2 separate regions of the Danio rerio genome follow, and region 2 is linked to region 1. The links are chromatin contacts, called in public Hi-C maps. All regions are on one chromosome and are shown on one strand. Each heading gives the region's core, a stretch centred on a gene start, on an enhancer-like site or on the middle of the called end of the contact. The rest is flanking DNA. Distances are from core to core; before and after follow the strand shown. Region 1 has its middle 6.5 kb from the start of hemk1. Region 2 overlaps srgap3 (SLIT-ROBO Rho GTPase activating protein 3).

Evidence for each region. Hi-C and Micro-C count contacts between places; a contact is called where the count stands out from the background.
Region 2: a Hi-C map of an unstated tissue shows a contact between it and region 1, with 3 times the contacts expected there. The contact joins two enhancer-like sites. A contact is called at or near these places in 1 of 18 Hi-C or Micro-C datasets (an unstated tissue) and 1 of 4 datasets of contacts at active chromatin or transcription factors (caudal fin).

The regions. Positions count from the first base shown.
Region 1 is chr6:44,087,842-44,095,062 of GRCz12tu, reverse strand. No RefSeq gene overlaps it. Among named protein-coding and RNA genes, the nearest start is that of hemk1, 6.5 kb to the right of the region's middle. Within about 2 kb of position 3,787, at least 11 of the 62 cell types and tissues checked have an H3K27ac peak or open chromatin away from gene starts, as enhancers often do.
Region 2 is chr6:44,218,138-44,225,358 of GRCz12tu, reverse strand. All of the region lies in intron 5 of srgap3 (SLIT-ROBO Rho GTPase activating protein 3), which reads right to left. Among named protein-coding and RNA genes, the nearest start is that of srgap3, 120 kb to the right of the region's middle. Within about 2 kb of position 4,673, at least 10 of the 62 cell types and tissues checked have an H3K27ac peak or open chromatin away from gene starts, as enhancers often do.

The sequences.
Region 1 (7,221 bases), core at 2,538-5,037:
ATTTGGATGCTTTTGGGGAGGGAAGGGGAGAGTGTAAAGTAAAAAAAAAAAAAAAAGAGCAAAAGTGTAAAAAAAAAGTGTCATTTCATGTTTAATTTGAAGTGTTTTTATTCTACAATAAAAATGTTTAAAATATATATATGGTTCCACAGAGAACTTTTAACAAACAAGAAACTTTTAATGTTGATAAAATTTGCTTTATGTTGGCAAAAGGTTTCTCTTTTAAATGTTTTTTGAAGAAATGTTCACTTAAAGTTTCTTTAATGTTTATTCTATGGCATCAGTGCAATGAATTACAAAAAAAGCCGCAACATTTAACTCAGAATCAAGTACCCTGCTCCAAATGTATCATAGAAAAAAATATAACACCATTTATAAGGGCATTTCACAAAATACAAACAACTAGAAGTAGATTTCAATGACAAAAACAGTGAAAAGTTCCTCAGGGAAGAGATAATAGTCGACCCCCAGTATCTTTATAGATCACTGCAAAAACATTGCATTTATCAGTTTAGACAGGAGCGTGTTTCAAACGGCTATTATTGCATGAAAATGGAAAATGGGGGTTTATTAATTGCTAAAGCACTTCACACTCCATTTATTCCAAACCAGTTCATGAGGACATTATGAAGTCAAAAACAAAGCATGAATTTCTGATGCAATCCTGTTTGAAGGGAAATAACAAACATATGTTCAATTCACACATTTTTCTGTTTAGTATTTACTTTAATTTGAATATGACAGTTTGTTTTTAGATGTATTTAGAAGTATTAATCTAACGTCAAATTTGTTTTGCATCTATAACCTTAAATGCTCAAGACGAATTTAGGATAAATGTCCAAAAACAGCAAGAAAGCTCTGCTCATTCGGGTGTCAAGGATGTTCAAAGATTTGAGGTGCTGTTCTGAGAAGTGAAACGGTGGCCTGACAGTTCCTGTCAGCAGGGTGTTTAAACCTGCGGTCTCAGAGATCTGAATCATAGCTCTGTCATCATGCCATTTTATGTGTGATCTTGCAGTGCAGAAGAAGCTCTTAGTTAAATGGGTCGTGGTCTGAGTGACACTGCAAATTAACACATGATGTTGAGCTCAGAATTCACTGGCAAAATCAATAGTGACATGGACATCAGAGCATTCCAACACATTCAAATGGCATTCTCACTAAAAACTCATACTGAGAAATAAATAGGGCTTGTAAAGTGACCAGTTTCATTGTGTGTGTGTGTGTTTTCATTTCAGAACAAAAGTGTCTGCACTGCAGTCTTTGTGGTTTACTTGTAGCTGTGGGTTGTGTCTATCACTGCCATAACATTACATATTGTCACTGATCCATTTCAACACATGCAGAAGAAAAAGTTAAGCGTTTTTGTGCCTGAGCATCTCCAGAATGTTTAATATACAAGACACCTGACCTTTTCAGAACACACTTTTGCAAGCTTATCTCAGGAATGTATAATAGGATATGCAAACAGATGGGTTTACATTACGGATGTGAATCTTGAATCTTGATGATATCAGTGTGCAACCTTCAGTTTGATCTTTGATTCATAAGCAATTCCACCGTATGTTTGGTCACATTTCTGATTTCTGAAGCATCAAGTAAAGTAAATAATAACTATTATAATCAAAGCAGGTCGAATTGAGTGTTTAATCCAGCTCCCGAAAGTGAATCGCAGCAAACCAATGCAAACTAATTATAAAATCTTTGAAAATTGTATAGTTTATAGTCCTTAAGTTTTTCTCAGTGGCTTTGGTGCATTTCTCACAACACTATTTACATTTGCACAGCAGTTAATGCATTTCTTAAAACAATTAGTCATATGTGCACATCATAGTAGCGGTTTCTCATTCCTTCCAACAAATTGCAAATGCTTTTGGACATGCATCAATTGCTTTCATACAACTCTCTCCTGTGATAACATTATCAGCTGCTTAGGTCATGTAATTCAAAATTAACTAATCTTGTGAATGCTGAATAGTCATTCCATATAAAACTAAATGTCCTAATTTCATTACTTGAGTCAATACATATAAAAAGTGTTGAACTAGTTATCAAAATCTGTCAAGCTAATTTTATAAAACTTTAAAAATATTTTGTTTCCTGAACATGTCTTCTAAATTGAACAGTTTGATGAATATTTTACAGACCAACAGTATGTGTGTTGAAGGTTCAGTTCCAATATGTACTGCACTATTGTTTACAGTTGTGCACAGCTCTACCCAAAGGATGTTTAGGTTTATTGTAAATAAGGCTGTATTTATTATTTTGCACAATGCTGTAAATAAATCAGAATTACGAAAAGCAAATGCAGTAAAAATGTGTAACATACATATTCAGTGTCTTGCACTCAGATACCTCACTAAATGCAGTAATGTCTAACTTTACGGTAGTTTTTTGCTACAGTTTTTTGCATTGGAAAATATTAACAGAGTAAGTTGTCATAATGAAAACATGACAAAGCCATTTGATTATCTTGTTCATAAACGATGGTGTCAGGACTTTTCATCTTGATGACACGGACACTTTCATTGACATCAATACTTGCTTTTGAGGAATGAACTATCCATTTTGAGCATGTAATGCGCTTTTGCAGGTTATCACCCAGGTTTTGCAGTTTGTACTAATTGTTTTGAGAAATGCATTAACTGTTGTGCAAAAATAGCGTTGTGAGAAATGCACCAAAGCAAATGAGAAAAACTGTAATTCACAGAATGTCTACAAAGTATGCTGTAGAGATTTTTCTGATCCCATAACTCTATGGTTAATTGTTTTGGAAAATATAAACAGATTTTTCAATATAATGTTAACATATACTTTTTCTGTCAATTTGTGTTTTGAATTTTTATTGCAAATGTCACATCCATAACGCTGGAAATGCTCATAGATAGATAGAAAGATAGAAGGATAGATAGATAAACAGACAGATGATATTTTAAACAGTCTGCTGAAAGAATTATGGACAGACAGTTACCCAAAGATAGACAGAACAAATAACAGATAGATAGATGGATGGATGGATGGATGGATGGATGGATGGATGGATGGATGGATGGATGGATGGATGGATGGATGGATGGATGGATGGATGGGCAGGCAGACAGGCAGACAGACAGACAGACAGACAGATAGAAAAATAATAGATAAAAAACAGACAGAGAGACAGACTGGCAGAAAAAAGACATACAAAAAGACAGACAGAGAGACAGACAGACAACCAGAGTTAGACAGAACAAATAAAAACACAGATAGATTGACTGGCAGAAAAAAAACAGCCTGAAAAGGCAATAAAGGACAGACAGAGCAAATGACACAGTTTGATACACTGACAGATAGACACAAATAGACAAACAAATAGAAAGAACAGATAAAGCAGACAGGACAAATGATAAAACAAACAAACAGAAAAATAGATTGACAAACAGAAATAAAGAACAAATGGTAAATGAAACATAACAAATGATAGATTAAACAACAACAGACAGACAGATAAATTCAGACTTTACTCTATTAAAGTGAAGAGAGCTGCATGGGGAACGATACAGGAATAAACTGCAGTAATGAACATCCCTACAGACGCTCAAGAACGCATTATACCCTTTGGTTCATCACAAAAAAAAAAAAAAATGAAATTACCAAGTAATTTACCCAGCTCTGCCCCCTCCTCTCGCTTCATCACTTCTAAGCATCTCAGGGGGCAGCAGCATGGGAAACTATGACTTCAGTGTTTTTGTGGGACAAAGCAGCATTGTGAGGTTCTTCTCAGTATTTCAGCTCGAAGAATTACGGAAAGAGAAAAGGAGCTTCCTCCGGGAGGCTCGAAACACCCGAATGAGTCACTGCTGAGAATATATGTGCCATAGAGGACTCTGTCTGGACCACTGCCAGCTCAGACGACTGGAGATGAATGAAATCTGGACGCGCCGAGAAGCTGAAAAAAAACATATGCATGTACAGCATGCTTTCTTTTGATTACATGACCAATATGAGATACTACATGTTTATTTTTGCTGAAACCAGAGGATTAGGATCTAAGGCTATAATAGCTGGAACACATACAAAATCCTACTACTGTACATATACAGTAAGTCAGCGCTGTATATAATCACACAACTATGAAGCTGAAGTATGAAGGGAAAAAAGCAGGCTAGAAATCCTAAATATTTCCTCCATATACTTCCCATTCTTTTATCATTCACATCTGGCACTCAGATGCATATTCCGTGTCATTGTGCGATAAATCGAGATTATTTCTGTCATTTTAGCAATAGAAGAAAAATATTATGCATGAAATATGTTTAATTATTTGGCATTGATTTGATCTAAAATGTAAAATATAATATAAAAGTACTAACAGGTTTTGTCCTTTTTGGCCTTTTCACTTTTTATTAAGAAGAGAAATTTGGAAACGTCTTTATTTTTGAAATGTAGCTCTTCTCTATCTTGAATTACAGACAAATAAGAGTAAATGGGTTAGACCATTTTAATGTTAAAAAGAAATTAAGAACTGAGCTAAAGAAATTAAAGAGCTTGCAAAATCATGTTAACAGCATGTGGAAGACTTTCTGCTTGCAAGGCCTTATCTGCATTGTGCATCCTATCTGAACAGTGTTGATCATGTGACTGACAGAAGAAAAAGTGAAAGAGAGAGAGAGAGAGATGTTTAGAGGTTGATAGATTAAATGAGAAAAGTGCTGGAGGTGGATGGTGATGCTTTTCTGAAGTAGATTTTTGAAAGTAGATTTCATTTACTGCACCCTCAACTGAATGCTGTTACCAGTATCCACTATAATAACATACATACAGTTGATGTCGAAATGATTAGCCCTCCTGTAAATGTTTAATAATTTATTTTAAATTATTAAAACATAAATGTTCTAGTAACTAATTTCCAATTTTGCCATTATAACATCACATAATATTTTACTCTTTGACTAACTTAATATTTTATTTTGCAAGATACTAGTATACACTCACCTGCAACTATATGGATATCTGGTAACTATGAAGGCCATTTGAGTACAGTGAACTCATTGTCATGCTTAAGAAGCCAGTCTGAAATGATTCATGCTTTATGATGTGGCATGCTATCCTGCGGGAAGTAACTATCAGAAGATGGGGACACTGTGGTCATAAAGGGATAGACATGGTCAGCAACAATACTCAGGTGGGCTGTGGCATTGACACCATGCTTAATTGGTACTCAATTTGGCCCAAAGTGTGCCGAAATATCCCCCACACATCATTACACCACCAACACCAGCTTGAACTGTTGTATATATGGCAGGATGGATCCTTGCTTTCAAGTTGTTGATGCCAAATTCTGACTCTACCATCCGAATGTTGCAGCAGAAATCAAACTTATTAGATCAGGCAATGTTTTTCCAATCATCTATTGTCTAATTTTGGTGAGTCTGTGCGAATTGTAGACTCAGTTTCCTGTTCTCAGTTGTTAGGAGTGGCACCCGGTGTGGTCTACTGCTGCTGTAGCCCATCTGCCTCAAGGTTGGACGTGGTGTCCAAAGGTGCTCTTCTGCATAACTTGATTGTAATGAGTGCTTATTTGAGTTACTGTTGCCTTTCAATCAGCTCAAACCAGTCTGGCCATTCTCCTCTGACCTCTGGCATCAACAAGACATTTACACCCACAGAACTGCTGCTCACTGGATATTTTCTCTTTTTTGGACCATTCTCTGTAATCTCTAGAGATGGTTGTGCGTGAAAATCACAGTATATCAGTAGTTTCTGAAATACTCAGACCAGCACATCTGGCACCAACAACCATGCCACGTTCAAAGTCACTTAAACCACCTTTCCTACCCATTCTGATGCTTGGTTTGAACTGCAGCAGATCGTCTTGACCATGTCTACATGCCTACATTCACTGAGTTGCTACCATGTAATTGGCTGATTAGAAATTCGCATTAACGAGCATAATAAAGTGAGTGTATATTCAGCTTAAAATGCAATTAAATTCTTAAATAGGTTAACTTGTTTAGGCTAACTATTTAAGTAGGGTTAATTAGGCAAGTTATTGGATTACTAGTTTGTTCTATAATCAATCAAAAAACTATCTCAAGGGGGCTAAACATATATATTTTTTAAAATATAATAATATTATTATCAAAAAAATAAACTTTCAAGTTTTAAAATTGTAAAATATAATAAAAAATATACAGAAGGGCTAATAATTTCAACATCAACTGCATAAATGTGTATATAATAGTGATTACTAGTAACAGCATTCACTGGAGGGTTATAAAATTAAAAAGTTCATTAACTTAAGGGGGGTAAAAATGTATTTAATAATATTACAATTTATCTCAACAATTAAAAACTGTTTTTATTCTAGCTAAAATAAAAGAAAGAAGACTTTCTCCACAAGAAAAATGAAATAGTGTGAAAATGTCCTTGCTCTCTAAAACATCACTTCAAAATTTTTTGAAAAAGAATATGAATTTCACAGAAGAGCTAATCATTTTGGCTTCAAGTGTACATAACATTTGGGAGGGTCTGGCACCAAAAACGTAAATAGCACTTCTTTAAAAGACTTATTTTAGGAAAAATAACGTAGTATAAATATTTATTGCAGTTAATCAACAATGTTTACAGATATGGTTAACGTCATGATGACCAATGGGTCTGACAAACAGTTGCATTTATTTTCTTTAAAGTGTCTGAGTTGAACTGTGGCGTATCGCAGGCCATCAAACCACTCACTTTCCTTGGCAGGCATGACCAGTTTCCCTTAATTACACACACACTGCGAGCTATTATCGCAGATCTGCTTGAAGGACAAAAACATTTCTAAAAACTTAAGACATGTAGAAACGTTTTAAATATACTTCTATTCATTTCTCCTTTTCTTTTAATACTAACACATTTTGTATCCTTCAGTATTGTACTTTAACCTCACTTTCGTTTCCTTCGCTTCCATATTCTGTGCTCATTTTTAAGATATCGTCTTTCTTGTTCACATAATGAGAGTGTTCATTCAGACAGACAGTGTTTTCAGGGTAAACACAGGCCATGTAGTTGAAATCATGTGTGGTGCTGCTCACAAATCGACCGAGGCTTCACACTGCAACCCCTGCAGCACACAATAACAATCAGTCCCATCTGGCTGACAGCACCAGTCCTCCATCCCCCAATGCAGACTCTCCTCACGTGATCTCCGCTGCGCCCACTGCACACAACAAGTCTTTTCACAACTTTGCCTTTGAA
Region 2 (7,221 bases), core at 3,424-5,923, 130 kb before region 1:
AGCAAATTAAATGAAAAATTAAAACAAATGATTAAGTAATTTCATGTTGTCTCCTTTACTACTGTTTTTGTGATATTCTGAGGGAATGAATAATCATCTGGGCCACATGAGATTTTTGGATGCACTAAAACAAGACCTACAGAGCGAGTCTCATCTGTTTGTGAGCTCCAGCTGGATCCTGCTGAATTTTTCATCAAAAAGCTTGAGCACTCAAAGCAGACAGATGCTCAAGTCCCATTAATAACAGCTGACTGCGACATGATTGTATTGACAAAACAAAATCCTTAAATGAAGAACAAACACCAGTGATTAGAACATGTAGGGGAAAAAACGCTGATCAAATGAGTTGATTAAACCATCACTTTTATGCATTAAGTACATTATAAAAGAAAGGAATATATGAGCAGAGCGTTATTTAAAGATGCCATAAAAACAAAAGTAAAGATTTTTAGTTTTTCCTCTATCGTGAAGTTCAACCACTTGAAATGGTCCTGAAATGAGAATGAAATGTAGGGTGGTGGATGATTTCGTCCTTTGGGAACTGATTGGAAGTGGCATTGCTCACAAAATGAATGAAGATTAATGAATAGATAAAGGCAGAATGAGACACACCCTGATTCCATGTGATCAGTAGTGAAGAAAAGTCGCTTCGAGGAAGGGGGGAAGGTTATGGTATTTGATTAAATATTATAAGAGCGAATAAATATTATTATTATTTCACAAAATGAAGTGCACATCGTTTATAGAAAGCACTACTATGTGAAACTTTACAAACTAATTTCGAGAGAAGCATGTGATATGATTGATCGCAGCTGGTCTCTTATCCGTAATTAGCAATAATCAAATCAGACTGATCCAAGCCTACCGACCCCCCCCCATTCCCCAACCCAAACCAATCTCCTCTTTTTACTCCTTTACCAGGGGGAGCTCTCGAGACCTACCCGATCTCGAACCCCCTTATATGCTAATTAACCAGGTGGGAGCCCTGGGCTCAATTATCTCCGAGCTCAGGGTTCTTTCCTAGAACAGCATGCCAAACCTTCTAATAGTGTCAAGCAGTATCTAAGTGTGAACTCTGAAAATACACATTTCAAAATAAGAAGAGAACATTTTATGATTTTATGCAGACATTAAAGAGCTGTGAATTCTTATTGTCAAGGCAACACAGATCAAAATGTCTCACCAATGAGTTTTAATCATATCAGCACTGAATAACAATGATTAGCCGGGTTTGTATTATAGTAATCTTGGTCTAACTTTATAATATTTTGTCATTAGTTGATAATAGTTAACGTATTTACTTACATGAACTAATAATGAACAATACTTGTACAGCATTTACTAATAATCAAAGATCAACATTAACTAATGCATTATTAAAATCAAAAATCATGTTTGTTAAGCATTGTTTATGCAATGTAAGTTAACATGGACTTACATTAACAAAACTGAATAAATACTGTAATAAATGTATTGTTTATCGTTTGTTGGTGTTCGTTATAATTAACATCAAGGGGGACCTATGATAAAAAATACATCTTTAGTAAGAAATAATGTGTTCACTGTCAAATTGGGGTGATATAAACACAATAAGTCTCTTTTTAAAACTCCCTGATGTTAAAAATAGGATCCTAATCCTACCGCAACATGATGTAAGAGTGCTGTTTCCCCGCCCATCGAATTGACTGACAGCTGCATATTAACATTTCTCTTTAGTAACATGCAAAATTATTGCAAAGCAACTGAGATTAAAAGATCTTTTCAGCTCTCTGTGATCATTAATCATAATCAAATGTGATCAACAATGAGTTTTACAAGTTTGAAACGTTTCAGCAATTTTACTGTCTTTACTTTATCACCACAGCTGCAGGTCAGTACAATTATGAAAGAAGAAGCTTTGATCCCAGTTTTTTGACGTTAAATCAGGTTTATTTTGTACATTAACATAATGGATATCCAACCAGCAGTGGATATTAATGTGCGTCCTGTCACATTTGCATGCAAAAACAGTGCAAAATTAAATGTGTGTGTGTGTGTGTGTGTGTGTGTGCGCGTGTGTGTGTGTGTGTGTGTGTGTGTGTGTGTGTGTGTGTGTGTGTGTGTGTGTGTGCATGCATGAACTTTGTATGCATATTGGGTGTGACTCATTGAAAGGCTTGAATTAACTCCACCTCAAACATATATCAAATAATCATTGGGAAAGTTCTTACTGTAGTATTTCTCACAAACATTACGCGAGATCTGCTTCCTTCATGTCTGTCACTGTGCTGTTTATCTTACGCAGCTGAAGCGGAGATTGAGGCACACTCTGAACGGTGGGCAAGGAGAACTAGAATTAAAGGCACAGGCCACAAAAACAGCTACAAGATGCTCAAAGCTGAGAATTACAAACTTCTGAAAGGGAAAATAAATAGTCTGGTGGATGTTTTGAGCTGAAACTTTACAGACAAAATATGGAGACAAAAAAGGCTTATCTTCAATCTTGAAAAAGGGGTAAAACAGGTGCCCTTTAACCTTCCTGTTGTGTTCAGGTCATTAACAACTTAAATTACTCATAAATATTGTGTTTTACATCTGATTGCATTAAGAACTTATGACATCCTCCACACCATGCATTTGAACATATAAAAGTGATGATCACCTCTTTCATTGAATTTTGAGTTTTTTAATCAAGCTTGTTACACCTGTGGTGTTCCCGGTCAAACGTGAATGCCATAGGAAATGAATGGGTATACAGGCTATATTCATTCATCTGACAGAAAACATCCCCACACACACTACCCCAACTCACTCACTCACCCACACTGAGCAATGTCTTTTGCAGGTAGACATCTCTTTTATGCACTTATGTGCTGATCCTCCAACCTGATCACAAGGAAACATAACTATTTTACGTTTTGTCAATTTAGTAGCTAATTGCACGATTGTTAAAAAATCTGTACACTTTTTAGTGAGGCGTGGCACCCAACCCCACCCCTAAACCCAATCGTCATTGGGGATAAGCAAACTGTACAAAACTGGATGAATGAGATGGTACAAATTCATATGGATTAGCTACTAAACCAATGAGTTATGAATTGCCATAAAAGTGTTGAATCCTCCAACGTGAATCAGCTTCCTGATAAAACAGTGTATCATATCTTCACACAGACTAGACAGGTGTCTGTTATGTGAATCCATCTATGTTTGTCTTTCTTTTTTCTATTGTATGCTTTTTGTTTATTTATTTATTTCTATCTCTCTAGAAAAAAGCACAGAGAAGGAGTCTTATTCCCTTTCTTTCTTTCTTTCTTTCTTTCTTCGCTCAGCCAATCTCTGAGTCTAGCAGGAGCACTTTTAGCTTAGCAACAACTATTTTATTATATTAGACTGTTATTATCTTGCTCAAAAATGACCAAAGTATAACTAACTAGTGCTAGTTCTGTGTCCATGCTCACCATATATATACCCTAAGTCACATTTCCTATTTTATTACACCTAAAGGACTGATAATTCGATCACTTAGAACACAGGAAAGGATAGCATTTTGTTTGTGCTTGGCTGGTAGATAAATCATTCAGATGGATTAAAATTTCTATTTCTTTGGTCAAATTTTATTTTTTTTTTGTAATATATTTTCAGCAAATATTTTTATTTTCATTGCAGTTGTTTTATGTCTAATTCTGTAAATTCATGTTAAACACTACTTTGAGACATTGTTCAGAGCTAAAGAATGTTCAATACAAATTTGGTGGAGAAAAATTATTTTTGTGCTAATATAAGAGCAGTTAAAACCGACCGGTCAATTTTGACCGGGAACACTAAAGTAAGCGGCGGGATGTGAACACAACAGGAGGGTTAACTAATACCACCTTATAGTTAAGTGTTACTCTTGTAAGTTACAAAAATGATCTGTAATAATTATAGCGTCTGAATAAATTTCATAAAATCAACTGCTTTTGTCGGGCATCACAGTGACGCAGTGGGTAGCACAATTGCCTCACAGCAAGAAGGTCACTGGTTTGAGCCCCTGCTGGTCAGTTGGCATCTCTGGGTGCTCTGGTTTCCCCATGCAAGACATGCAGTATAGGTGAATTGAATAAGCTAAATTGACCGTAGTGTATGAGTGTATGCAAGAGTGTGTGGGTGCTTCCCAGTGTTGGGTTGCGGAAAGAAGGGCATTTGCTGCGTAAAAAACATAAGCTGGATAAGTTGGCGGTTCATTCCGCTGTGGTGACCCCTGATTATTAAAGGAACTAAGCCGAAAAGAAAATTAATAAATGAATTTTTATGAATTAAAAAATATTTTTTAGATTAAAAAAATCAACTTATTTTGTTGTTTTTATTATTTGCATTGTGATATTCACATTTATAGCTCTAAAATAAAAACAATTGTATTTTACTGTAATCATTTCTCTAAATTGCATGCTCATCTTTAGTAAACATTTTGTAAAATTCACTTTTTTTTTCTTTTTATTCAAATGATACACACGTAGACAATATATTACTGCAAACCTCTTTTTTTACACCTGAAATTTTAACAGTGAAACTTTTTTTCCACATGCTCAGCCTCCACAATAGTAAGTGATAGTTGAGCAAAGCCCACTGAGGCTTGATCAGGTGAGCTGAGATGACTGTGCTGGAGTCTGCTAGTCTGCAGAATCAGGTCAGACTGCAGGGAAACACACACAGCATCCATGGCTACACCGGTTATAAATAGTGTGAAGCTCAGTGGCTTTCATGCCAATATCTCTACACACTGCAAAGAGCGAGAGAAAGAGAGAGAGAGAGAGAGAGAGAGAGAGAGAGAGAGAGAGAGAGAGAGAGAGAGAGAGAGAGAGAGAGAGAGAGAGAGAGAAACACAGAAACACAGAGAGCAAATGTGCAGGCTAGCAAACCAAATACAATTCATTCGCATGACAAATCACAAATCGCACTCATGTATATTTATGTATATATGTTTTAGATATATTTTCTGTATGGAGTCGCACGAAGTTTGCATTTGTTTTGAGTTGACAGCACTAGCACTATGAATTAGCATGAACTGGATGATTTAGAGCTGGAGTCGCTGACCTGAAATGTTGAATCTGGTTTGTATGAGTAGTCAGCCATTCAGTCTCCAGGCTGTCTACAGTCTCACTGACCTCATTGTCCATTCTTAGATAAAGCCGAGCCTACATTCATTTCTATAAACCCATCCGTCACGTCCATTCAAAGCTTAGCGCCTGCACTGCCTTTAAAGGGGTCCTTGAGTATGATTGAATTTTTTATTTCACTTTAGTGTGTAATGTTGCCGTTTGAGCATAAGCAAAAAGATATGGTGCTCAAAGTTCAATGCAAAGGGAGATCTTTTCAATTCAAAATTCAATTCAATTCACTTTTTAAGACCCACAACAAATGGCTGTTTTTGTGACATCATGAAGCCTAAAAATGTACATTAATCCTGCCTCCTGTGTGATGTTTCCTTCAATGTGCACTAGGTGGTTAACCAATCAGAACACACTGGACCTACTGACCAATTAGAGCAGGGGTCACCAATCTCCGTATATATCAACAATACACCTATAATGGCATTAAAAAATAATAGGTAACACTTTACAATAAGGTTCATTAGTTAATGCGTTTACTAACATGAACTAATCATGAACAACACATGTACAGCATTTATTAATCATAATTGAACATTTACTAATGCATTATTAACATCCAAGTCCATGCTTGTTTACATTAGTTAATGGACCATGAGTTAACATGAACTAACAATGAACAACTCTATTTTCATTAACTAACATTAACTAACATAAACAAATACAGTAGTAGATGTATTGTTCATTGTTTGTTCATGTTAGTAAATGCATTAATAAACATTAACTAATGAACCTTATTGTAAAGTGTGACCAAATAATACAAATATTAATATTATTCTACACTTCACTAAGAGACCTATGTTTAGACCTAACTTAAAGTAAAGCTATCAAAAAAACTTCTATCACAAGTTTTGAAACCCGGCACAATTTGCTCTCTCAAATGCATGTTATAAGCAACACAAACCTACAGAATTGAGTCTGTGTGCAGCAGCATTTACTATAAATCAAAACTCATGGATCGCAATCAGAAAATTTCTAGTTTCATCATCGCAAAGATGCATTGCCATTGTGCCCAAGAGCACTTAACCAAGAACAAGGACACTTAACCCAAGGTCCCTCCAGGAGCATTTTCTTTCTAATAAGAGAGAAAAATCGCTTTGGATAAAAAGACTATTTAGAGCATCAGTTATGATGATTCAATCCAAGAAAGGGCTTTCACTTCCTACCACAGTGGCTTTTTGAGTAAGTCAAGGAGCAACAAACTGCCAGCTCTGTCCTCCTTTGTGCACATATAAAATATAGCACTTGAAATAATGTAATCTTTCTCTTAAAGGGTCACGGGGCCCCTTGAGAGTGTTGAGAGATGGAATAAATTGTGGTTATAGGCTGCAATAGTCCTGGATGCAGTGGAAGGATGAGGGCAATTGGGAAAAAAAATACCTGACAGTTGTCACCATACTTTCCCAGCTGATTGATTAGATTAAAAATTGCTCATTTAATTTGTATTTTTAGTAGTAGTGGGCCGTTATGGGTGTTAACATGCTGGGTTAACGCGAGACTCTAATTGCGCAATAAAATAAATATCGCCGTTGATCTATTCTCAAAAGTTGGGTTGGGAACTTGGTCTATTCTACGCAGGCTATGATGACTATTAAGCGGATATATACCTGAGCGGTGAGCCGTCTGACAAAAAAGTGCTCTTCTGAATCAAACTAGCAGGATACCCTTCTGGATCTTTCACTTACTTTGAAGACACTACTGACTACACTTACATGGACATATGTAATCTCCTTATTTGCCTTAATAGACAATAATGTAAATAAGGTGTTTATGTGATGTGCTTTCATGTAAGAGATTTCTGTAATTTTGGGTGACTTTGACTGCAGTTCGGCAGTTTCACTTTCACTCATAAACATTTCATTCATGCCCCCTGTGACAAACTGGGGTATTAGACATAAATAAGGAGTAAAGACTGGTGAGAGTGCTCTGGAATTTAATAACGCACGCAAAATAAAAAGAAAAGAATAGTAGAACAGTTTCTCAAGCAGTTTGTGATTCATTTTGGAAACCAGAGATGACCCACCGGTCTAATGCACCACCTGGCTTGAGAAACCCGTTCTCAAAGACCTATATTTAGTCATTATTTGGGTAGCAC